2 separate regions of the Zea mays genome follow, and region 2 is linked to region 1. The links are chromatin contacts, called in public Hi-C maps. All regions are on one chromosome and are shown on one strand. Each heading gives the region's core, a stretch centred on a gene start, on an enhancer-like site or on the middle of the called end of the contact. The rest is flanking DNA. Distances are from core to core; before and after follow the strand shown.

What was found. A called contact is a pair of places that touch in the nucleus more often than the background predicts.
Region 2: a Hi-C map of bundle sheath shows a contact between it and region 1, with 8 times the contacts expected there. The contact joins the promoter of LOC103627259 here to the promoter of LOC100272272 in region 1. A contact is called at or near these places in 3 of 25 Hi-C or Micro-C datasets (bundle sheath, ear and leaf).

The regions. Positions count from the first base shown.
Region 1 is chr5:173,404,824-173,409,565 of Zm-B73-REFERENCE-NAM-5.0, reverse strand. LOC100272272 reads left to right here and starts at 2,556. Exons shown (of 5, transcript NM_001146760.1): 1 at 2,556-2,681; 2 at 2,803-3,451. The coding sequence starts at 2,892. LOC100286172 (digalactosyldiacylglycerol synthase 1) reads right to left here and starts at 2,123. Exons shown (of 7, transcript NM_001159060.1): 1 at 1,382-2,123. The coding sequence starts at 2,029.
Region 2 is chr5:173,966,194-173,970,935 of Zm-B73-REFERENCE-NAM-5.0, reverse strand. LOC103627259 (protein IDA-LIKE 2) reads right to left here and starts at 2,531. Exons shown (of 1, transcript XM_008647545.4): 1 at 1,548-2,531. The coding sequence starts at 2,243. The coding sequence ends at 1,914.

The DNA of each region.
Region 1 (4,742 bases), core at 1,307-3,806:
TGCATAAAAAATGAGTAACTATGAGGCCCACATAACACAATATAAACCAGTTTTAGCAGTTGAGTATAAATATTGGACACAATAATTCATTTAAGGTTTGCTCTATAACAAGCTAGTCAGTTGAGCAGAGATTTGTCACAAGGTTAATAGAAATTTTAAGCACCGCAACTTAAATCTGATCAGCACTCCTCTTCCAACAAAACAGGGACTACAGAATACAAATGAAACTGAATAATCCTAGTAAAGGTCAAGCATTTACGCTCGGGGTTAAATATATTTACTTCTTTAAATTTTACTAGCATTTATCATCTCACAAGTCATAAATAGTCCTGATAACGTTTATCCATGTTTTCAACGTAGTCATTAATTATGCCTACATTCAGGAGGTGCTCTGCAGTTTCTTGATACACTACTACAATACCAGTGCGTTGGACGGTACACAAGAAGAAATAGTACACTTTATCTTAGCCAAAAGGCCTAGAAAGGTATGAATTGAAAAGTAGCCCGACCCCTTTTTTATAGCTCGCTCGTTCATCTTTACCTAGCGGGGTGGTACTATGAGGGAGCGTTGCGCTACATGCGGCTTCCTGTTGTGTTTGGCTTAGGTGGTGTTGAGCACCAAAATTGACCGTGCGGGCCGAAGAGAGGTCAAGTAATAGGTCAAGGAAGACTAATACTAGGGCTACACTAAGGCTAGATTACTCTTATTCCTAAGGAATGGAAAGAACATTGCAAATAAGGTAAATATGAATAATAGGTTTGATTGGATCGATTGTGGGGGGTCTCAATCGACTGTACCCCTTTATCTATATAAAGGGGGAGGTCTGAACCTGTTACAAGTCAGTTCTCAAGTTAACCCCACAGGTTTTGCTAACAAATCCTGCAAGAAATCTAGAACCCTAACTGATTCTGCGCACGCACGCACAGTCCGCGCCGCTATGGCGGACCGTCCGGCCTCAGGGTCGGACCGTCCGCACGATCAATTTTGGTGCTCAACAGGTGGTTCTCACGGTCCATCTATAGGGTAATGGCCCACTAATAGAGGTTTGGGTGGTTTTCACGGTCTATCTATCAGGATAATCGCCCACTGGTAAGGGGGAATAGACTTATGCAGAACGATCGTTGAAACTGGTGAATTATTATAGTAGAGAAGAGAACTGAAGTAACTAATGCCAGAGGTTATCACGATAGCATATGATCATTACTCCATTAGTCCACTTGGTTCATATTAATTCTTTAGAGCCTAATCGCATAGGAGACATTGAATTGATTCCTAAAAACAAATTCTACAAAATTCCCAAGGCAATCCACCAAATCAAAGCAGGGCAGCAACATTGGTCAATTAATTAGAATAATCTGCGAGATGGCTGTGCAAAATTACCAGGCTGGACTTGAATTTCTCGACGAGCTCGCCGGTACTGCGCAATCCCTCAAAAATCTCCTTGGTCTGGCTCCGGCGCTCGAACTCTTTGATGCCGTCCCGTATCATCCTGAGCACCTCCCATTCTTTCCCCTCTTCCGCCTCCCCGTTCCACACCACGCGCCTCCAGCGCTCCCCGCCATCCACTTCAGAGACGATGGCGTTGCGGATGGCGGTGATCCCAGAGAGGTCAACACGTGCGCGCGCGGGTTTCCCCGCCCCGCGCGGCGCCCACCCCTCGAGCACCCTGCGGCCGAGCTCCCGCTCCTGCGACACGTACCGGCGCCGCAGTTCGGAGATCTTGGGCTGGATCCGTGTGCGCACGAACTCGAGCTCGGCTATGGGCGCCCCCGCGGCGAGCGGCGGCGGCGGCGCGGAGGTCAGCGCAGTGGAGGCGGACGCGAGGATGTGCTCGAGCTCGCGGTCCGCGAGCGTGCGGAGGGAATCAGCCCTCGCACGCATGAGGCGCAGGTCGGCGGTGGCGGAATCCCGCACCTCGCGCCACCCCTTTGAGAGAAACGAGAAGGCGCTGTCGTCACCCCGCCCAGCTCCGAAGCCGCCGCCGCCACCGATGGAGACCGACGGACGCGGCGACGCCCTCGCCTCCATGGCCAATTCCGGAATGGCCGCGGCTAGGGTTTTGGCGTTTTGCCGTTTGGGAGTCGCGAGAACCGAGAGAAGCAGCTAGAGTGCTAGACAACACGCGAGGTGTTGGGAAAGAGAGGGGAGAGGACGACGACGCCACGGAGCTCCGACGCCACGCGTTGATTCGGGCCGGACCGCCGGAGGAAGGAAGCCGCGTTCCGACTTGGAGGTATCCCATCCGTCAATCCGTGGCTGGCTCTTGCTGTGGGGTCGGCATGGCAGTGAGAGTGATTGGAGAATTGGATCCGCAGGGCAGATGTGGAATCCAGCTTTGTGGTGGGGTGGAACGGTGCTACGGTGACGTGGGCATACGTGCGGTCGGGAAGTGAGCGGGGACCGTCCGGGGGTTGGCAACGCAAGGCCGTTGCCCATGAGCCAGGAGCCCAGGACTGCAACGCAAGGCCCATTTCGTTCCGCCGCCAGCTTCAAGGCCGCAAGGCCCATTTGCGTTGATCAACCGCGTCCTCGACGATTGCGTTCACCCGAATCACGCCTCCCTTTCCTTTCTCCTCCCTCACTACTCACACCCCTCACTTTTGGCGGCGCCGACTGGGCACCCGCGTCGACCTTCGCCAGGTCTTCGTCGGCCCTTTGGCTGGAAACAAGCATCCACCAGGTATGCCAGCAACTCCTCTTCCTGCTGTGCGAAATCGAGCACACCAAACCCTTCCCAAACCCTAATGCAGGCTATTTTACATTCGGATCTGACCCAAAGCTGCTGTTTTTCCATATGAAAGGAACAACGCAAGGGATGCTCGATTGGCTCTAGTTACTTAGCAGAACCAAAAGAGGAAGGCCATCAAAGATACGAGGGCTTTTTCTCGCCATGTCTCGGTCGCCACACCTCCCACCCCGCTGCCCACCCCTGGGTCCTCAGATCACTCGAAGGGATGACAGCATGTTCACGCAGAGCTGCAGGTTTCCATCTGGGGATACGTTCTTTAGTGAGCCACCGTGCTGGCTCGATGATCTCCTTGCAGATTCCGGGAAAGCTCCCAAGCTTCCTCCTCTCAGAAGGGCCTGTAGCGATTCTGATGCCATCTTGGATGCTCTGTCAACATTTGAAAGCCCAATTTGTCGAATTGAGGAAGGCAATCAAATCTCTGGTGGTGAAGCTGATGACTTGTTGGATGCTGGCGAAGGTGGTGAAAGCGGTTCTGTGGTCGAGGCTAGCTGTGTTTATGGTCCGAATTCACCAAGACAGAAGAGTAGGCTGACAACTTCAGAGAGTTCCATGGTAAATGCTGTGCTTGAGAATGTACCCAGCAACCCCTTGCAGTACTTGAGCATCGATGCCTCCAGCGGTATGAATGGTAATGTGGCCAATGGAACTGCTGATACCTGTGATGCTTTTGGCCACCCTGATCAAGACAAGTCATTTAAAAGGTACACTTACATTTGTGAGTGAAATATCTAAAATACTTCCTTCGAATATTCTCTGGTAAAGTAGCGGTACATTGCTGCTTTTACTAAACTGGAGTTTTTTAGTGAAAATGCTAGAAAGATATAAATTATCAAGTGCAGATGTGAACTTTGGCTCTCGCCAACAGAAATGGAACACGACACTCTACTGCTTTGCAGAAATTAAATTAACTGATGGCGCTTCTAATTGAGTAACACTAACGACAACAGCTACTATGCAATCAGGTCTTAGGTGCAAGTGTGTAATGAACCTCTTGGTCCGTTAGATCATTATCCCACCGTAGATATAACTATGGTTTGTTAGAGGTCTTTTATAAATCTACGCGAGCTGATGGTGGATGGGTTTAAGTGTTAAATGTGATATGTGGTTAGGTCACGATCTAACATTCTAACGGACCATGAGTCTCACATGCACGCTTGCATTTAAAATATAACTGTACAATAGTCGTTGCCTGACACTAACTTATGTCACCATCAGTAGCAATGCCAGATAGAATTTATTGTCATATGATCTTGGCAGCATAAGTAGTCCAAACCATGTGGGTATGTGGTGTGTTGAAAAGTTAGTTCGTAAACCCTGATTGGTTGAATATTGTGAAAGCAACAATTTCCTTGAGTTTTATAATACTACTCCCCCAGATTGTCCAACAGTCAAAGTCTATGTTATGTGTCAATTAGAATTCTTATTTTTTCCAAGATGCATACATTACATAGGCTCTGTACAATTAAAAGGGAGCCTAAACATCATTATACCGGAAAGATATTTACTAGTCCCTTAATTCCAAACTATAAGCCGTTGTAGCTTCTCTAGGTACATATAGATTTTGTTATGCATCTAGATATATACTTTTGTCTATATACATAGCTTTTACTATGTATCTCAAAAAGCGAGAACGGCATAATTTGGGATGGAGGGATTTTTTCCCTCAAACTACAGGAGAGTTGTGTGCCATTTCTTTAAGGAAAAGGAATACAAGAATGATGCGAGAACAGCCCCACCCAAACCCACGCCACACAAACCACGCTAACTACAAAGGCACGCACCATTGAAAATAGGACACAACCAACCCAACTATAAACTAAGGTTATGTGGCCTTGGACTCAGGGGTAGGTCCTAGAGGTTAGAGGTCCCTGCCATGCACCAAGAACTGCATTCAAGAGCACTCTTTTATATAAGGCTTTGAATATTTGGAGAAAGACCCTTAGACACCCAAGCATTCCTAAATTTTCATAGTGTAGAGAAACGTGTACGCAA
Region 2 (4,742 bases), core at 1,282-3,781, 560 kb before region 1:
CTCCCACTCCCACTGCCGTAAGCGTGCGTGGCTGTACCTGCAAAGACGACGAGCTGTCCGATCACCGGTAGTAGGATTAGATTTCGCCTCTCTCTCTCTCTCTCTTCTCTCCCTTTACATGGCAGCAGGAAGCCTAGCACGTCCCGTATCATACTGTAATGTACTGTACATTCGTGCAGAGTGTCAAAAGAATGACGGAAGCAGGCATGGTACGTGCATGTCTACAACAACACCAGCAGTCGACAGCTTACGCCGTTCGCTTGCTAATCGCCAGCACTCATTACTGCCCCCCTGGCTCGTTTTAATCGCCAGCACCCTGGCTCAAAACGAAACCGAAAGGTGGTACGCTGCTGAGATGACAACAGAGAAAATGGACGGCCGTCTTGATTAGGCAGCTGCTGCAGCTCGGTCCAATCAGATCCAACAACGCGCCATTTTACGTTCCGATGGTGCGGTGCCGTCGGTGCAATCAACCAACGTCTTTCATCACGATTTCTCTGCTGATCTATGCCTCTTTCCTAGCAACTTCAATAGCGAAGCGGCAAGTATGCATGTAGCAGCAAAAAGAAAAGCGAAACTCTTCTTTCTTTTTTCCAAAATTGCATAAACATCTGGTTACACATACTGACATACATACAAGATGAACGGAATAAAAATAAATAACGGTCAAAAAGGTAGATTAATATGGTTGGGCGTCCGCCCCTTGCAGCCAAATCGTCAACGTGGGCCAGCATGCACCAACAACCGCGACGGACGGACGTCCGGACCGGCGGTGCGCGCTCGCTCCTGCTTCCAATTCCCGCCCACGCATGCAGGAGCTATCAATCACAGCACCGCACGCACGCAACTGCTCTCTGCTCGCCTCGCCATCAACGACGGACAGACAGCTCTGCTCGACCCGTATCACCCACGATGATGCTCATCAGACTGTAACGCTACCGCGCCCTCTCCCCTGCGTAGGGGGCCTCTACGTGGGCTGACGCTAGAGAGCCCCCTACGGGCTGCAGCCGTAGGGGTGGGCGCGCGAGTCCCCCAATCAAGGGGTCACTATTCATCCTCTACAACACTGTTCTGTGTGGCCACAAGCAATTGTTAGTAGATAAAAAATTGGTAATACATATAAAAAATGATATTTTATAGTTGTAGTAGGGTATAGGGGGAGTATTTAGGGGGAACCGCTGCAGGAGATAAAAATATAGGGAGTGAAATGTTGATGATGTGACCCAAAAAAGTGATATAGAGGGAAAATTTAGGGGTAACTCTTGCGGATAGCCTCAGAAAGCACAAAGCAACAGCGTTGATTGCGACTCGTGTCGTACGAGTATAGTACGTAGGCTCTGGTTGTTGTACACTCGTACTCTGCTCTGGCTGCATACCTAGCTAGCTTTATCCGCAAAAGCAAAATAAATAAATAAAAGACATAAAGCAAGCAGTGCGTGTGATGGCAGCAGCTGCAGCGAAACAGAAGCGTCGGTCCAGCTTTGCCCTGCTCAGGAAAGCAGCGCCGCGCCAGGGAAGAAGAGATAACAGAAAGGAACAAGAAGCAGTGAAGCACCGATAAACAACGCCTCCACCCACCTTTTCTTCTCCAAAAAAAAAACAAAAACAAAACAATAGCCTCATGTACATCATATCCTACAGAGAAGAAACGTGCCTCTTCTCCTCCAAGTATACATGCTAGTGCTGCTGCGTGCTACAACTAACCAACCACTACGAGAGCCTAGCTACGACCGACAAGGAAGCAAGGATTCAATTTAATCCACGTACGATGATGCATGCGACGCGAACTACGTATCTATCTTCGAGATCTTACTCTACAATATATCTTTTCTCGACCAGCCTCTCTCTCTCTCTCTCCAAACATTTGGTACGACGACGACGGTCGACGGCGCGCCGGTATACGTACGTCATCGTCAGGGATGGCTCTGGTCCTGCGCTCCGATGGAGTTGTGCTGCCGCGAGGGGCCGGACGGCGGCACGGGGCCCCTGGGGAAGAACCCCAGGAAACGGTTGGCGCTGCCTGGCTCCAGCAGCGGCCTGCCCCGGAACGGCTGCATGCCTCGCGCTCGCGCCGTCGCCTGGCAGCAGCTCGGCACCACCAGCATCAGGATCAAAAAGGCTAGCACCAGCCGCCACGGCGGCTTCTTGGCTAGTAATAATGGCCGCCGCCGCCCCCGCCGCCGCGGCGTCGCCCGGCTGCCGCTGCTGGCTTCTCCTGCTTCGAAACAGCCGGCGGCGGCCATGTACAGATCGCTAACCCGGCCCTGAGGCGGCGAGGGACTAGCTAGCTAGCTAGCCTAGCTGTGGCGGGCGTGTGGCGGTGGGCAAATGGCGAGGAGGAGGGCGGAAGGGAGGTGCTGATATATGGGTACGTAACGTTAGGCAGGGTGGGGGGCATGGAATGGAAGTCCTGAGGATGATGAGACAATTGGCAAGGCTTAAGATGTGTGTCGTTGCTGGATTTTAATTTTATACCGCCGGTTGGGTTTTAGCATGGTATGCTATGGACGAGGGGAGGTGCATGTCCCAGCCAAGGCGAGGGAGAAAAGTAGGCGAGGAGGATGTCGACCTAGCTATCCAGCAGTTTTCCCAACACGTACCAGCAAAATGTACCCCCGTTGAAAAACGATCCCTGTCTGTCCGGTCGTTCCTTCCTTGCAACAAGTACCTAGCTAGCTGTTTTTTTTTACATCTTTTTTTTTTTGCAGAACTTGTGAAACGATAAAAAAAATCTTTATGATAATTAAAACTACTGACCGTGTTTGCAACCTTTTTTTTCCTGTAATTAATTAATTGGCCTAGCTAAACGGTTGCTTACTACTACGAATCAACCGCTGGTTTTAATATGTCTAGCTGTTATTACACATTTTACTTTACAACTTGGAGCATGTACTGCTTCATCTGAAGACCGTGGCTGATGAATAATTGAATGCTTTGTTTCCTTGAGAAAACGAGCCCATCCGAATGTTGCCAAAACATCAGCATTGTTGAGTATCACACGTTTACATCGTTTCCTTCTCTGAGGCTGAGAGGAGAATAATAACCATATACATTTCTAAAGTTTTAAACCTTGTATTACCCAAAAACTACTGTAGACTGGAAATGGATAGGAGACAGGACCCCCACCCCCCCACCACCACAACACACACACACAAAGTGTCATCAGCCTGTTAGAAGAAAAGCTCAAGAACATATCGCCCTTATTTTGTGGGGGGGTGGAATGCTATGTGTTGCCGTGTCGTGCGCCCCAATTATTGCAGCAGCCGTGGGACAACAAGTGACGATGGAGAAAACGGACACGATCATGATCCGGTCTCTAGGGAGAGAAAAAAAAACAAGAATAATTCTCATCCAATGTATCTGGCAGTATTTAGTAATAGTGGACCGGATTCTGGGCTTCGCTGTGTCAGCTGCCCATTGCAGGCCGAGCAGCTGCAAGCTGCCGAACTGGTTGGTCATGCTTGGCGTGGCGAGCCCAGCCCACCAGTAGTTTGCAAAGTCTGCGCCGTCGTCTCGTCTTTGTCACGGCCGAGCAAAAGTTTCAGGCTGCCGACAGGGAACGTGTGCTCTTCATTTCAGACACCGGTTGTCGTTACTCCACTGGCTCTGCCTGGCATGTTATTACGGTCGCCCGTGCATCAGAGAGGCGCATGCGTGGAAGGAGAAGCAGGATATACATTGAGATCCTCAACCCAAGAGTGCACTACCCCATCACGCTATCCACTCCTTTTTTTTCTAGTCAAAGTGGGTGTTGAGTTATTAAATCAGTCATAATAATACGTGCGGAGTGCAAATGAAACTCGTGATCAGGTCAGATCAGATTCAAATGTGCAGTGCACTCCGTCCCGCTGATCGTGATGTAATAGTATATACAGTAGACCGTAATCCGCGGTATTACCACAACACCACCACTACGTAATTGCCTGCAGTAGATAGAGGACGGAGACAAGTCACTGCGGACATATACAGCGCTGGTTCCATTGTGATTTCTTCCTCCCTAGTCCCTATAAGGCTATAAACCACTACCGTATTCCTACAGTAGCCAGCATTATCCATGTAATGGTGACATGACATTATGGATACGACGGCAGCGCAGCGCAAAACGTAGCTGTGGATCGATATGATATGGCAGTTCTGTTAAGAGCAAGTTGGATGGATGTTGTCTCATTGGTGGTTTTTGGCACTGTCATGTAATCATATGACTAAAGATGATGTTTGTGAGTGGCATGGGTTACGACCATATGGCGGTGAACTAGTTTTATCTTACCGTTCTAAGTTTTTGCTCGCGTGCGACTGTTGCTTCACGGAATAAACACTCATTTCTCCCGTATTTCTCTGTCCTCTAAATCATAAAACAGCGAAGGAAGCGGTAGCAGACTGACTAAGCAGGTAGCGGCTGTACGACATGGACTCGTCCCGCCCATCTAGAACCTTCGGCTGTAGAATCGGAATGCCGTGGTGACGCGCGCGTCGCTCGTCGGCGTCCCAATGCCAGCTAGAACTGGCCCGTGTCCAGAACCTTCTTCGATAAAATCGGAGGTCTCGTGATCGCGTCCCCGGTCATCGGGCCGCCACGCGTCGATGGATTCACGCGCGTAAACATCAGCGAGTACGTACGTACTGCTACGTGTCGCGGAGAGCTTGAACCACAGCGCGCAGCCAGAGCTGGGTAAAGCTGTAATTTTTGTTGCCTAGGGCGGTTCCGTGTGCGCCGCCCAGAGTCGAGCCGCGTCACGTCGGTC